Linked DNA regions of Mus musculus: region 1 is linked to region 2. A link is a contact called in public Micro-C data. All regions are on one chromosome and are shown on one strand. Each heading gives the region's core, a stretch centred on a gene start, on an enhancer-like site or on the middle of the called end of the contact. The rest is flanking DNA. Distances are from core to core; before and after follow the strand shown.

Region 1 (5,306 bases), core at 337-2,836, 110 kb after region 2:
AATTTGATTCCCAGCACCACATGGCAGCTTTATAACTGTCTGTAACTCCAGTATCAGGGATGGGACATTCCTCTTCCGGCCTCCATGAGTATGAAGCACATACATGTGCACATTCATACATGTGGACAAAACACTGTATAAGATAAATCATCTTTAAAAAGCATAATTATCATAATTGTAATTAACAAAGAAGGCAAGAGAAGGCTGATTTAGGTAGAAAATCAGCTTTAGTTATACAGCATTTGAGAGAGTACAAAATGTCATACTAAAAATATCCAGGGAGGACCCAGGGGACACAGGACTAACCTAGGGAAAGTTAGTGCTGGCGTAGTTTGGCATAAAGATCATATTAAGTTGTGTGAGCATCACGGAGTTTTCACAGAGGCAATACAGCAAAATTAGAGAAACAAGCTTGAAACTTTTAGGAGCCAGAAAAAGAGTCTTCAGTGGGAGTGTGGGGAAGTTCAGCACTTGCCTAGCATGTGAGGCCCTAGTTCAGTCCCCGACATGGGTGGGCGGGAGGTAGGGTGTGCTGTAGAATTGATATCAACAGCTGGTTCAGCACATAGCACTTGGAATTCCTCCTTCTTCCTCACATTGGACAAGCATAGCTTACTCTCTGACCCAGGTCCTTCGGTCTGCTGCCTGACCAAGTGGGGCCATATCGTATTCCTGCAGAGTTCGTAAATGGCTAACGGGATGAAAGGCTAAGGGGATGTATCATATTTTAATGAAAACAGTTCACTTCTGTTTTCTTCAAGTGAAGCAGCACGCCCCTCAACTTCAAGATTAATGAGTAATTGTACAAGTGTACAGGAAATAAGGAGCTAACACTAACACAGGCAGTGTGACGTCCCCGGTCCCAAACACAACTCAGTGAGAAGCACAGAGACCCCAGGGAATAGTCTCACTGTGCTGTTAACCCGCTGAACCTGGAGTCCCTGCCCCTAGCTGCAGCCCGTCAGTACACAGCACATCCTGGACTTTGCTCTCCTTAGAACGAGCCCTGTTCTAACAGGATCCTTGACCTAGGGCCCCGATGCTTCACCAGCGATAACCTCCTTCAGCAATCAGAAAGGAGGAAGACTGAGTTCTACCACAGGTTCTCAGATCCTCTGACCACCGATATTAAAACCTGTTTGGTGAGATTAAACAAAAGCCAGTGGCCTGTCAAGCTCAGGATTCCATTCCCAGGGCCATTGTTAGGGTTTTAGTGGTACTGAGGCCTACTGCTCGTAGACTTGTGTGCAGCTCATTTTTAAAGTACATGGCCTTCCGGTTAGACTCTGGTGTGCAAGCAGGTGCACGTGTCACGGTGCTTGGTGTTCTTGACGATTCGTAGGTGATGGTTGCCACTCTTATCAAGCACCAGTTCCCACAAAGAAAGAATTAAGACTTGGAAATAGCTTGTAGGGCACCACTCTCCCTAAAAACAGCTTCTCCCTGAAGGGGTGACCTAGCTGCCAGGCTGCCAAGCCTGCTGAGCTGGGCAGCTGCCAAGAGCAAGGTTCAGTGTTTACATACCCACCATGGGCCGGGGTTGTCACAGCAACTCACCCAGCACAGTTTGTCCCCTCCTTCCCTTGGCAACTTCCGAGCAAGCTTTGCCCTCACCTCTTGTGGTCTCGGTGTTCTGGGTAACCCCGCTTTCTCTGTTCTTTTGATTTTCCTGCCTGTACTTCAGCTTCTCACATACTCCCCAGTCTGCGCTATACTGACCTGAGTGGGACCATGCAACCTGCACTCCTCCCAACTTCCCAAGCCAGGTCCCCTGCAGCAGCCAGAACCAAAGCTAGCTGGCCTGTACAGCGTCTGCAGGAGCACGCCCGAGACCCTGGCTCCTGCCATGTCTGCTTTCTTGGTCTTATAAAATTATGCTTTCTAAATTCCCTGGTAAGTTAGAAATCGGGGAAGGATCTAGGCTTGGCTGGCCTGTTGAAAGCTCAAGACGTGACCCTTGACCCCAAAATAGCAAGGGAAAAGACAGGAAAAACGTAAGCCGTGAACACAAGAACTCAGAATTCAGGGCAGTGTAGGTCCTGCAGAGTTGAGGCAGCTTCCCACACCCCAAAGGGCAGGAAGACAGCGTGGCTCTCCTGAAATAGCAAGGTCCAGTATTATCGAGAAATGTTAAATTAGGGCTGGGAGAGTACAAACCCTGGGTGTGGCCCAGGCGTGGGAGGTGGGAGCGGGGTTAGGGATTAAAGGCCAGCCTCAGCTATAAAGCTAATTCAGGCAATCTGGCATACACTAGACCCCATCCTTAAAAAAGAAAATTTTAAATTCTCTTCAACTGAAGAGGACAGAGAAATGCATTGTGTTCTTTACTTTTGGTACATCTCACATGCTTAAAGGTTTTAGTACTCAAAAAGATTAATTCTATCTATCCAGAATTTTTTTTAAAGATTTATTTATTTATTATATGTAAGTATACTGTAGCTGTCTTCAGACACACCAGAAGAGGGCATCAGATCTCATTATAGATGGTTGTGAGCCACCATGTGTTTGCTGGGATTTGAACTCCGGACCTTTGGAGGAGCAGTCCTGTACTCTTACCCACTGAGCCATCTCACCAGCCCCTATCCAGAATTTGTGAGCTCTCCCAGACAATTAGAATCTTCTGCCTCAGCCTCCTACCTGAATTCAATCCCCAGGACCTGTATAATGGTGGAAGAGAGCAAACTCCAAAGTTGCTATTTGATTCCAAACACTGGCTGTACACACGTGTGCATACACACACACACACACACACACACACACACTTATATACAATAATATATTTTTTTAGAGTAAAAAGTTTGAGGTTTTGTTTGTTTGGTTTTGAGGTGCGTTTTCATGCAGCAGACTGGCCTCTCACTTGCTATAAAGCCAGAAATGTCCTTGAATTCCTGATCCTCCTCCTCTCCATCCCAAGGCTGGGATTTCAGGTCTGTGACCACCACGTCTGGTTTATGTAGTCCTGGGGAATCAAAGCAAGAAAGTGAGTTCCAGGCCAGCCTAGGCTATATAAAAACAATTACAAGGAACCAAGCATGGTGGCGCATGCCTTCAATCCCAGCACTCAGGAGGCAGAGGCAGGAGGATCTCTGTGAGTTTGAGGCCAGTGTGGTCTACATGGTAAGTTCCAGAACAGCAGAGCTACATAGAGAGACCTCGGGTCAAAACAAATAAACAAAAACGGGAACTCTGCGTTTCCGTGTAACACAGAACTGGTGACGAAGACACTCTGGGGTAAGGCGAACAAGTAGAAGGCCTATCTAGGCTGTAGAGAGTTCAGGGTCAGCTTGGGCAGCTTCTTAACACCCTACCTCAAAACAATGAACTGTGCAGAGAGGCCTGGAGCTATAACACAGTGGTAGACAACTCTTCCAGCGTGTATGAGGCTCCGGGTTCAGTCCCTTACACTGTAAGTAACGACATAATTGAGCATTTTGTTTTATGGATTGACAGTTTTTAAGCCACTGGGCGATAGTGGCGCACACCTTTGATCCCAAAACTGGGGAGGCAAGGGCAGGCAGATCTCTGTGAGTTTCAGGCCACCCTGGTCTACAGAGTGAGTTCTAGGGCTAGAAACCCTGTCTTGGGGAAAATAAATAAATAAATAAAAGTAAAAATAAAAGAAATTGCAATTACCACACACTCAAAACTATATTGCCAATGGTAAAACTAAGAATATTTTTATTTTAACTACTTTATTACATTGACTTATTTGCATGTGTGCACAAACACACACACTCATGTGCTAGTCAGAGGCCAACTGGCAGGAGTTGGCTCGCTCTTCCCACTGTGTAGTCCCCAGGGATCTGGCTTGGTGATAAGCACTCTTACCGGCTCAGCCATCACCCTGACCTTACATTTTATATTCTAAAAGCAAGAACTGTGGCAATTATAAACCATGACCAACTCTGGAACACTGTACAGGAATAGAATAGGCAAGGTGTCCTTCCAGAAAACAAAGAGGAGACTGACTGTCCACACATGCCCAAGTGCAAGCATGTCAGCTCCACCACTTGATAGACTGTTGAGGACCAGTCTGCAGCGAGGCCATTGGCTACGCTCTCTCTGACTTAGGGATACAGTGCACTGGCCTCTCTGATTCCTTGAGCAACCCTTGGCAGTGTAGAACTCATTGCCCTCTAGGAGCTCCCCTGAGAGTTTGCTCACAGCCTGAATCATATCACAGTTTGTATCATTTCCTGAATTAAGCTTGAAGACATTTCTTAGTGTTCTAAAACAAGCTCTATAAATGGGTCGATACTCGAGCAAGCCCACCTCATAGCCTAGTGTTAACTGTCTTCTCAGAAGTCCGAGGGTGCTGTCCTCACAGGACAGATCACAAAGTGTAAAATACTGTTTCTGAGCAGAATGGACATCTTCTCTTCTTTGGTTTGGGTTTTTGTTTTGTTTTGTCTTATCTGTATGTGCTTTGTGCATGCTAGGCAAGCACTCTAACAACTGAGGGAGAGCCCTAGCCCTTGGTAGGTTTTTGAAACAGAATCTGCTGTGGATGCGAGGCCTGCCAGTACTCGCTGTGTAGTCCAAGCTGGCCTCAGACTTGAAGAATCTCCTGCCTCAGCATCTTGGGGGCTGAGATTACGGGTGTCGGTCACTTCCTCAATAGTTGGTAGGTATAAATGAAAGAAAGTCCTGAGATTGCACCTTACGTTGTTGCCTCGGTTAAAAATACTTGAGTTCTAGCCAGGTAGTGGTGGTACACGCCTTTAATCCCAGCACTTGGCAGGTAGATCTCTGTGAGCTCATGGCCAGCCTGGTCTACAAAGTGAGTTTCAGGACAGCCAGGGCTGTTACACAAAGAAACTCTGACTCATGAAAAACAAAAACCTTGCAGTTCTAAAAGCGTATTTACAAACAGCAACAAACCACTTGATTTGGGGGAGTACTATTCTGTCTTCTCTGTTAGCATCCATAAAATGCTTGGTTGGTTGGTTGGTTTTTGAAGGCCATTGAGATGACCCCAGTGGGGTTATCAGTTAAGCCTTCCAGAAGACCTAAATTTGATCCTTGGATCCCACATAAGAAGGAGAAAGCAAAGTTGTGGTCTAACACTGTAGCATGAACGCACCCACACCTATACATCTCTCTCTCTCTCTCTCTCTCACACACACACACACAGAGAGAGAGAGAGAGAAAGAGAGAGAGAGAGGTTTTTTAATCCTGGTTTTTTCCCTCTCTGATGTCAGCAGGCATGAGTAACCTCTTCCTCTTCTCCTCCCATCTAGGCTACCCGTTGGCTCTGTTTTACCGGCATTACCTTTTCTACAAGGACAGCTACCTCATCCATCTCT
Region 2 (5,223 bases), core at 258-2,757:
AACAAACCATAGCAAAACCACAATGGGCAACAAGTCAGACACATGATTTAAAAGTATCTTTTTTAATCTCTGTTTGTCAACTAGAAACCAACAGAATGACAGTATACCTTTAATGAGTAACACTCTATTTGTCGGCTTACCATTTGAACTGTTAAGGACAAAACTCTGTTTTAAATGTAAGCATTAGGCATTCCACAGGACCTCCGACCACCAAATGGAGTCTTAAGGTACATGGCATGTGTCTTATGGTAACCGAGGTAAAAAGAGATAAGTCACTAATTTTTATTAAAGATCATGTACAAAAATGAGTATTCCAGAAAAGGAAACTTCAAAATATTTTATTGGTATCAGGAAATAAAAAGCAAACAATAACATTATTAGGAGACACACTTTTATCTGATTAATATCACTTAGCTAGAAATTATTTAAGATATGACAAGAAAAATGCTAGATAACTGTTTAGGGTATTTTAAAACATGTGCCATGTTATATGATAATTTTAATCTCAGAATGAATTAATCTAATATGTAGGATGTTCATTTTATAGTTAGTTTTTAACTACTAGGAAACTGTTTATGTTTTTCACATATTAATAAATTATCATCACTGATTTTTACTGAGTCAGAAAATGTCTCAATGACAGAATGATGAATGCTCACATTGTTAAATAAACAAGGACAGAACACACAGCAGCTCATGTCACAAGGGCTTTTTTCCTCATGCACTGTAGGACAGTATTTGGCACCTACACGAGGGAGGAACACTGGCACCACTGATGCAAAGGAGGGCTAGGGAACCGTTGATGACGGGCAGAGCCTGGCATTCTGTGAGATCACATATGATATGAAACTATGTTTAGCAAACCAACTAAAATGAAAATCATAAATAAATTATCACATATTAGCAGGGCATTATTGCTTTTTATTCTTTTACTAGCCTTGTGGCTCTAGAATGTGTCTCTCCAGAGATAATTTTAATTTAGCAGAAAACTCTGTCAGCAATCAGCAAGGCCAAAGCAGTTTGTAGTTTTCATCGGACATTAGACTGAAGTGGGGTAGGGAAGTTTTTTCAGAGATGGTCATTCCTGGCAGCTGTGGTCTTGAATTTGTTTACACTGACAGGGAAAAGGAAAATTCTTTATTTGCAGTTCCAGACATTAATCTCTAAGGCTCGGTGTACACCTTCTGTAAAACTGGGTCTCTTATCTCTGAAATCTCTCTGATCTCCTTTATCTCTATTTTTACTTTTCCTCACTGCTAATCTCTTTATTTGTCACTGTCATCTATGTCTCCTGAGTCTACTGAAGCTTTGCTCTTTAAACAGTCTTAACTCACTTCCTTCCAGACCTCTACTTCTTTACATCTGTCTTTCTCATCTTCGCTCCTTTTTTTTTAACTCTTGTTTTTAACCTGTTACCTTGGTCCTATCAGGTGTGTGGCTGGGCCTTGTGGCCTTTTGTGAACTCCCTCTACTGGCTCCACCTTAATAATCCAAGGACAGCCATGCACCACACTCTCACATCATACAGCCTTGAAGGGGGCACAGGGGAATAGGAATGGGGGCCCTGTGCCAGCACTGTTCTTAGCTGGCTGCACTCCCAGGAGCTGGACATCAGATCAGTGACCTCAGGGAGCCAACCCCAAAGCTGGGCTCAGGGACCCAGCCACTCTTACAGCCTCCTCTATTTCACTTTCAGCAGTTTCAACATCCAGGGCCACGGCCCGACAATCACAATATTAAAAGGGGAATAAGTAGGAGTTGTCAGTCTAAGTCCAAACACAAAGAGACACACAAAACACAAATGAAAACATTCCAGATAAAGTGTCACAATAACACCAAAAGAACAAAACAAGTTAAAACACAGAGAGACACACACAGAAAACTTCCTCCAGGTGACCACCACAGAATAAAAATCAGACTGCCAGGAACGATTACTACCCAGCCCAGATGGAGAGAGACCTTTTAAGGGTCCTTCTCCCAGAAGGATAGACCAGAGTGTCCTCTGTGTCTCTTGGGCCTCGAAGTTCTGGCTTGTCTGCCTATCACCATGTCAATTCACATGGAATTCTCTCTATGAGAAGGCCACGAGAAAGCCAGAAAACAAAAACTGAGCAAACCAGAATCAGAGGTCACACAAGTGAACAGACAGTCAGTCAGACAGACAGACAGACAGACAAGGATCCTACTTTATCTCCAAAGCAATGTGTTTGTGTCCTCATTGAGAAGGGCATACACGGCCAACTGACCAACCAAATATTGTAGTTTGTCAAAAGACCCTCACTCACACAAAGACCACAGAGACTGCTATGTTGTAAAATACGTGAGGATTTTACTTATCCAACATGTTGGGGAACCCCCTTTCAGCACACAGGTCAGAGGAGAGACCCAGAACAAAGAAAGAACACACTTTGTATACTTTTATAAGGCCAGGATTTAGGCACCAGGGCAGTTTGGCTTATTTTAATTAATAGCCAATAGCCTTTTTAGACATTGGTTGGTTTGTATAGGGTGACTCTCAATTTGTATTTCCTTGAGGTTTTTAGTGTGAGGCCGGGCAGGGGAATTGTTAATCTTGTTTTGGAAGCTTAGTAATTTTGACTGTTAAAACTACATTCCTATATTTGTTTAGTCAGCCACCTTTTTATCTGACTCTGTACTTGTCCTGTTAGTACAGTTTCAAAAGTCCTTTTGAAGGGGGAAGGTACTGGGTAGTCTTGAATTTATTTTGGATATTACATCTCCCCCTTTCTCTCTGGTACATTTCAATCTTGAAATGATGTCTCACTTGGTTGTAACTACTGGTATTATTGTCTGAGCATTAAAACTTGTATTTAAGCAATTAAGGATGTATGGGCCAAAGGTTAAGAACAGAAAACAGGATGAGAAGGGGTAGTAAACAGAACTAGGCAGGGACCCTTTTAGTGATATTTGAAGGTCTGTGCATGATGCAGGTGCACATAGATCAGATCTCTAACCTGGAACTCGTGATATGTCTTTGGGGTACCCGGCTCGTTCGCTGTAGTCAGTTGTCCTTTTTCACCACCTGCAAGTCTTTTAACTTAGCATACAGATCATTATTAAAATAACATGTGGGTTTAAACACATCATTTAAGACAGTGATGGGCAGGAGAGCCCCATAAAGGATCTCAGAAAGGTAAGACTAAATTAAGAGGGAGTATTTCTGGTTCTGAATAGGGCAAGGGGAAGGAGCACACAGTCTGCACCAGTCTTTGTGGTTAATTTTGTCAAAGACTTTTTTAGGGTTTTATTATTTCTTTTATTTGTCCTGAGCTCTGAGGTCTCTATATACAATGTCATTTTTATTTGATCTCTAACTCTTGGTCACACCAGACTTACCTGGGCAACAAAGGCAGGGCCATTATCTGACCCTATTGTTATGGGCACTGTAAACCTTGAAAAAAAATTTAATACTCTTTTTGATGACCATCTGAGCAGTCTTATTTTTATAGGGAAAAGCTTTTATTTATCTCGAGAACATATTCACAAAAGACAGGATGTATTTATACTCATTTTTTTTTTTAGCAAAGTCTACTTCCCAGTGGACACCAAGTCTACTTCCCAGTGGACACCAAGTCTACTTCCCAGTGGACACCAAGTCTACTTCCCAGTGGACACCAAGTCTATCTTTCCAGTACCATTTCTTGGATCCACTGTTTTGTGGCAGACATTAACTTCCTGGCAGGGTACACACTTGTGCACCACCTACTCTATAAGGTGTTTTAAACCTGGTACATAATACTTCGTCTTGGAAAATGTCTTGATGAGCTTGCTAACACCTAAATGAGTCCACTGGTGCATCTGTTTGCTCACAGCCTCTGCTTGTCTTTGTGGAAAGACATTCTTTTCCTTGAGGTGTACCACAGTCTCTTATTTTTGTTGAGCTGATGACTGGAATCTTTGGAAATGAAAGCGAAGTCTTCTCCTCTTTAGGCAAACTGAAGCTCCATTGCCAGGAACTACAGCAGGTCCATGGCTATAAGCGCTCGAGCCTCTCAATCTGTAATGTCCTTGTCTGTTGTTACCATGTTGTCTGTTGTTATCATTGTATCTCTCTTATGGTAACTAGGAAAGTGGATGAGGTCGTGGAAGCCCTTCAGTAGAACCAGTATTTATTTTTTCTAATTTAATTTTTATGTCAGTAGAATCTTCTGTTGTTATATGGTCTCAGGGATGTAGGCTGTGGCAAAAACATACTATCTGTGTAGATGTTGAGTCTTTTTCCTTTTCTTAATTCCAAGGCCTTAAGGTAGGCTATCAGTTCTTCCTTTTGAGCCGATGTGTTCTCTGGCAGGGCCTGTGTTCAGCTACCTCAACTGTACTTACCATGTTTTCTTTCTTCTTTTACATATCTGTTCCAGTCTGTGAACCAAGTAATATCTCCACTCTCTAGTGACTATCTGTCAGATTTTCATGGCACCTATGTGTCTCACTAAGAACTCCCTTACAGTTTGGTTCTGTGAGCAGGGTAGCTGAGTTCAGACTTGTGGGAGGCAAAAGGGAGTCTATCAGAGATGACCAACAGAGAATGGTAATGAGTCATGCAAGCATTAGTCAGCCATCAATCAGGGGACTGAACCACACTTTTTAGGGCATGCACCAAGTTCTGTCCCAGAGTCAATTTATCTTTGTCCTTGACCAGTAAGGTCACAGCTGTCATTATGTGTAGGCAATCAGGCCACCCTATAGCCACAGGGTCTAATTTCTTGGATAAGTGTGCCACAGGTCTCTTCCAGGGCCCCAGTCTCTGAGTAAGAAACCATTTTGGCAATATCTTTGTTCTCAATCACATCTGGGAGGCATAAAGCTAGAGCCAACATTAGGGCAGTTTTAATGGCATCCAAGGCCTGTTGTCCTTTGTTTTTATATAGAGGGCTGTTTATCTCTTTAATTATGCAAAACCTGGAATCTACAATCTGTACAAGCCCCCAGTACCCAGGAACTTTTTAACATTTTTGCACTGGTTGTTGGGGGAATATGAAACAGTCTCTTTTGTAGCTTCTTGAAAAGGTTGGCCACCGGTCTCTTTTAAGTACTCAGCTTCTGTGTTAGCACCCCTTTTGCTATCCCTTTACTTTTAGCCATGAACAGGTGGGTTTGGTCACGTGGGGGGGCTCCTCTTCTTGTTGGAGCAGTCTCGCCCAGTGTCCTTTTTTCTTTATAGTAAACACATTGATCTGTTGCCAGCTTCTATCTTTACTAATC

What was found. Hi-C and Micro-C count contacts between places; a contact is called where the count stands out from the background.
Region 1: a contact with region 2 is called in a Micro-C map of granulosa cells, with 2.4 times the contacts expected there. The contact joins two enhancer-like sites. A contact is called at or near these places in 1 of 39 promoter capture datasets (macrophages), 11 of 484 Hi-C or Micro-C datasets (the G1E-ER4 cell line, Sertoli cells, cerebral cortex and 7 more), 1 of 115 datasets of contacts at active chromatin or transcription factors (embryonic stem cells) and 4 of 9 other capture datasets (adipose tissue, liver, macrophages and 1 more).

The regions. Positions count from the first base shown.
Region 1 is chr6:124,692,830-124,698,135 of GRCm38.p6, forward strand. It overlaps Lpcat3 (lysophosphatidylcholine acyltransferase 3), which reads left to right. Exons shown (of 13, transcript NM_145130.2): 2 at 5,241-5,306. Among named protein-coding and RNA genes, the nearest start is that of Emg1, 17 kb to the right of the region's middle. Within about 2 kb of position 1,587, at least 141 of the 459 cell types and tissues checked have an H3K27ac peak or open chromatin away from gene starts, as enhancers often do. A contact at or near this core is called in granulosa cells, where this site is marked.
Region 2 is chr6:124,584,389-124,589,611 of GRCm38.p6, forward strand. No RefSeq gene overlaps it. Among named protein-coding and RNA genes, the nearest start is that of C1rb, 17 kb to the left of the region's middle. Within about 2 kb of position 1,508, at least 24 of the 459 cell types and tissues checked have an H3K27ac peak or open chromatin away from gene starts, as enhancers often do. A contact at or near this core is called in granulosa cells, where this site is marked.